Linked DNA regions of Mus musculus: region 2 is linked to region 1. A link is a contact called in public Hi-C data. All regions are on one chromosome and are shown on one strand. The core of a region is the stretch at or near the end of the contact, and the rest is flanking DNA. Distances in the headings are between cores, read along the strand shown.

What was found. Hi-C and Micro-C count contacts between places; a contact is called where the count stands out from the background.
Region 2: a contact with region 1 is called in a Hi-C map of bone marrow-derived macrophages, with 18 read pairs. The contact joins two enhancer-like sites. A contact is called at or near these places in 1 of 15 datasets of contacts at CTCF or cohesin (pro-B cells), 4 of 484 Hi-C or Micro-C datasets (the HL-1 cell line, adipose-derived mesenchymal stem cells, bone marrow-derived macrophages and 1 more) and 1 of 115 datasets of contacts at active chromatin or transcription factors (large pre-B cells).

What each region holds. Positions count from the first base shown.
Region 1 is chr12:118,992,973-118,995,672 of GRCm38.p6, forward strand. No RefSeq gene overlaps it. Among named protein-coding and RNA genes, the nearest start is that of Abcb5, 28 kb to the left of the region's middle. Within about 2 kb of position 1,284, at least 26 of the 459 cell types and tissues checked have an H3K27ac peak or open chromatin away from gene starts, as enhancers often do. A contact at or near this core is called in bone marrow-derived macrophages, where this site is marked.
Region 2 is chr12:119,482,788-119,485,487 of GRCm38.p6, forward strand. No RefSeq gene overlaps it. Among named protein-coding and RNA genes, the nearest start is that of Macc1, 41 kb to the left of the region's middle. Within about 2 kb of position 1,349, at least 41 of the 459 cell types and tissues checked have an H3K27ac peak or open chromatin away from gene starts, as enhancers often do. A contact at or near this core is called in bone marrow-derived macrophages, where this site is marked.

The sequences.
Region 1 (2,700 bases), core at 34-2,533:
TAGATTACCTATGCAGGTTAGTCTAGGCTGTGTCAAGTTGATGGTTAAACATAACTAGGATGCTCCTTACTGTTGACAATCTGTGGAGTTATACATTTGAGATTATTTTTAACCTCATTCATGAGAATAATGGGAAAGGAAACCATTATATACAATATTCTTTATGTTAAAAAGGTTGACTGGTGATGTTTTCTAAACAAAACACATTTTAAAGGGGCAATTGTTATTCACACTCTTCCCACAGGGAGCAAGAAAAATATGCACAATGCTTGCAGGGTGTTTGTAATATGCTTGTTTGCATTTCTTTACATAGCCTCATTTTTAATTTTCTCAGATACAGGTTCCCTGAGTATGCTGGATAATTTTATGTCGGATTTGACACAAGCTAGAGTTATCAGAGAGGAGGGAACCTCAATTGAGAAAATGCTGCTAGGCCATAGGCAAGCCTGTAGGGCATTTTTAAAGTGATTGATATTAGTGGGCCCAGTTCAGTGAGGATGGTGCTATTTTTGGGTTAGTGGTCCTGGGTTCCATGAAGAAAGAAGTCTGAGCAAGCCATTTAGAGCAAGCACTCCTCCATGACCTCTCTATCAGGTTCTGTATCCAGGTTCCTGCCCTGATTTACTTCAATGACAGAGTACAAAATGGAAATGTAAGTAAGCCAAATAGCTCCCTTCCAATCCACTTTTGGTTATGGTGTTCAGTCATAGCAATAGTAAACCTATGTCTAATTAAGACATGAGCTAAATATATTGTTTTTCCAAGTGTTACAGAAATAATTATTATCTGTCACTCTTCTTCCTCTCTTCCTCTTCTTCCTCTTCCTCCTCCTCCATTTTGAGTTTTAGAGATTAGAATTCCCATTTCATTTTCAGACATTTTAAGTAGTTTTTGCAAATTCATTATTTTGCAACAATAAGTAAGACCAGGAGACACGAGGTAATTTAATTAGTATTAGAATTATTTAGTGACAATTCTAACTCTAAAAACCAGGAATTTTGTTTTAAAAATGTCAGACAGGGAAGAAGAGGGCTTATTATCCCTAGTAAATAATAGAGCAGTAACAATAGTTGTCTCTATCATTTTTTGACTGCTTCAGCTCAGAATTTTATTATAAAGTGTTCTATTGCACTCACCTCCCACCCCTCAGTGGCTTTGGAAGATGTCTGTCATCCTTGTTTGGGATGAGGAAATTGAGCCCCAGAGATCAGGCTGTCATAACAACCACATGGCTTCAGTGGGAAAACTTGACATTTGATCCCATGTCCCTCAGATGCCACAGTCTACCAGCTTTGCTTTGTGCACATGGTCATTCTCACACTGAGCTTTGAAATGAGTTTGTCCTTTGCCTATCGTAGTTCCTATCTCAAGTTTCTTCCTCAATTACATATTTTATATCCAAAACAAATATTTTTCACATTAACCTCTATCTGTACAGGAAGTAGAAAGTTAAAAGTCACATAATTGTCACAAAAACTTCTGGTGATCTTCTACGGGAAAGGGAAGTTGTGGTTTGTAAGAAGCAGGCAGGGAAACTTCAGCATTTCTGTGGGCCACTGGGCTACAGGAGAGGGAGAAAGCAACCAGGCAGGCAGAGCACATAAATCTATGTTTGAAATCCCTTCATAAACATTCATGGTTTATGGGGATAATTTGGCTCCATTAAATATCTGTAATAACTTTTTTTTTATTCATGTCTCATTGCCTTCATCTGAAGAAGTTATGCAGCATTCTGACCACTAGATATCACTGTTGCTTACAAAATAGAGTTGTGCCATCTCTGGATAAACCAAGTGTCAGTGTAGTCTTGACATTGTCTCTGATGTTTATTCTTTAGTAAAGAGTTGCAAATGGCATTCCAGACCTAAAACATATGTTTCCTGCCTACAGGGAACTTGTATTTGGCTCTAGAGAAGCAAGCTGAACTGATGTAAACAATTACAGAATCACAGACTTGTACATTTATGTAGAACTGGTTAAGGCATAGGAAACAAGAGCTCTGAGGTCACATGGAGAGATGCATGGAAACTCTATGGAAATCCACAGAGTGGGACATAGGTGGTGTTCTAATGGAGGAGTAGGAACAGGGTAGGGAAAACTCAAGTAGGTCACCCTAGGGAGGTGGCAGGGTATGAGTCCTAGAGTAAAGATAAAGTTTGGGCAAGGGAGATTGATCTGAGAAAGAGTGGGAGTCCACTATGGGAGTCGAAAGACAGATTATAGTGGATTACAAAAAACAGAGGCCTTGAGCTTATTTTCTACTGATCCTGTCTCTGAAATGAAGTGATGTGATTGAGGTTGCATTTTAAGAGAATTGATGATAAGTGGTAAAGTGGAAGAATCTAGGGAGGGGCTCTAAGGAGCACAAGCATTGCTAAGGAGGTAAGAGAACATCAACTATAATCTCAAAGAAGTATGGTGTGGCAGGAGCTGTGGAAGGACAAACCAAACAACTATTGTCCCATGACACATGCTTTCGATTGCACATTCTGCAATGGATGGAGTTTAAAACTCCTAATGTTGTAAACTTGTCAATGGCTCTTTATGCTTTTCTGGATAAGGTTTCTCCAGGTCATCTGAACCACACACCATTAAGTCCCTTGATTTTCCTGACTTTTTCCATTTCTTCTCATGTTCATCTTTTAGCTTCAGTTTAGCTATTGCCCCACAAAAGCCTTCCCTTTGTACCTGTGGACCTCT
Region 2 (2,700 bases), core at 99-2,598, 490 kb after region 1:
GGAAATCAGTTTGGCAGTTTCTCAGAAAATTGGACATAGTTCTTCCAGAAGATTAAGCAATACTACTCTGGGCATATACCCAGAAGATGCTCCAACATCTAATAAAGGCACATGCTCCACTATGTTCATAGCAGCCTTATTTATAATAGCCAGATGTCCCTCAACAAAGGAATGGATACAGAAAATGTGGTACATTTACACAATGGAGTACTACTCAGCTATTTAAAACAATTAGTTTATGGAATTTTTAGACAAATGGATGGATCTGGAGGACATCTTGAGTGAGGTAACCCAATCACAAAAGAACACACATGATATGCACTCACTGAGAAGTGGATATTAGCCCAGAAGTTCAGAATCCTTCTTAGAAGAGGGAACAAAATACCCATGGAAGGAGTTACAGAGACAGAGCAGAGTCTGAAGGACGACCATACAGAAACTGCCCCACTTGGGGATCCATCCCACAAACAACCACCAGACCCAGACACTACGGCAGATGCCAACAAGAACCTGCTGACAGGAGCCTGATATAACTGTCTCCTGAGGGCCTTTGCCAGTGCTTGGCAAATACAGAAATGGATGCTCACAACCACCCATTGGATGGAGCACAAGGTCCCCAATGAAGAAGCTAGAGAAAGTACCCAAGGAGCTGAGGTGTCTGAAGTCTCATAGGAGGAACATCAATATGAAGCTTCCCTATTTTTATGGTTTTTGTAGTTGGTAAGAAACTGCTTTTGAAAGTGCTTCCTCTAGACGTTTAGATATAACTATTCTCTCAATTGTTTAAACATTTCCTCGTTAAGCTGTGCTCTAAATTTTTCTTTATTTCAAATAGTTTTCTGACTCTCCACTACCTACATGACTTTCCTATGCCTTGATATCCACTGCTTACATGATATTCCTTGGGTATATGCCACATCACCTGAAGCACACATATCTATCTATTCAGTCTTTTACTTAGAATGCTTATTTAGACTTTATTACATGTTACACAAGCATGACTCCAGTCATGTTTTAGACAATCTTTTTTTCTGTGACAAATACTTGAGAAAAATAGTTTAGAGAGAGGAAAGGTGTGTCTCACAATGTCAGAGTTTAATGACAATGTCAATGTCTCTCTACCCATGGTAAAGCTGAACATCACGGTACTTCACTATGACCTTCCAGCAATACAATCAAATTATCGGATGGAGTCATACTCACATGACCCAGTCAACTCCAAAAAACCTGTCACTTGGCAACCAAAGTTTTAATACACAAGTTTTGGGGCATTCTGATACAAACCCAAACATGATGATACCTGAACGGAGAAGCTCATGACCCACAAGAAGTTTCAGAATGACAATTGCTTCCCTAATTGTGGTAAAATACTTCCATTTTTAGCCTATGCTCTGCAAATAAGGAAACGGTGCATCATAGGTTTGTGACTAAACTTTGTATTTTATCAGTTTTGTAGCTCCAGACACAGGCCAAATATAGCAAGTTTATTGAGCTAAGCAAGCAGTCTGTAATGGATGCAGTACAAGAGGCTGCAAAATCAGTATTCAGACATGAAATGGAACTGGGGATGGTGGCACACACCTTTAAATCTAGCATGTGGGAAGCGAACACAGATGGTTCTCTGTGAGTGTGTGGCCAGCCTGGACTATATTGCAGTTCCAGGACAGCCAGAGTTAGGTCATTGCAGTGGGTTTCTGTCTCAAAACTCAAACAAACAATCCACAAACAGGAGATATAGGACAGTTTCATGTGTTTTGCAAGTCAATCACCCATGGAAGGAGTTACAGAGACAAAGTTTGGAGCTGAGACAAAAGGATGGACCATCTAGAGACTGCCATATCCTGGGATCCATCCCATAATTAGCCTCCAAACAATGACACCATTGCATACACTAGCAAACGTTTGCTGAAAGGACCCTGATATAGCTGTCTCTTGTGAGACTAGGCCGGGGCCTAGCAAACACATAAGTGGATGCTCACAGTCAGCTATTGGATGGATCACAGGGTCCCCAATGGAGGAGCTAGAGAAGTATCCAAAGAGCTAAAGAGATCTGCAACCCTGTAGGTGCAACAACATTATGAACTAACCAGTACCCTGGAGCTCTTGACTCTAGCTGCATATGTATCAAAAAATGGCCTAGTCGGCCATACTGGAAAGAGAGGCCCACTAGACAGGCAAACTTTATATGCCCCAGTACAGGGGAATGCCAGGGCCAAAAAGTGGGAATGGTTGGGTAAGGGAGTCGGGGGGAGGGTATGGGGGAACTTTTGGAATAGCATTGGAAATGTAATAGAGGAAAATACGTAATAAAAATATTTATAAAAATTTAAAAAAAGAAAAAATAAATGGCATTCGTAAGTGGGAAAAAAAGGAGATATAGGACACTAGGACATATGTAATACAAACCTTTACAGGACAGAGGTGAGCTAGAGCACACTGTCATGTTTCTAATCACTATCAGTTTGAAAAGATGAAAATATTTGTGGCATAAGCAAGTTTACATATTGTCAGCTTTATGAAATAATAGTGTATTGTTTTGTTTTCTTTCTCCTCCTCCCAGAAGTGTCAGCTTCTGTGACTGTGGCTCAGTCCTCTCAAAAACATCTTAGATACAAACATCACTTCTCTGACATTTTATTCTCAACTTGGGGTGCCTTTGTACCCTCCTATGCTCTGTGCTAGAACATTTAATTTTGAGAA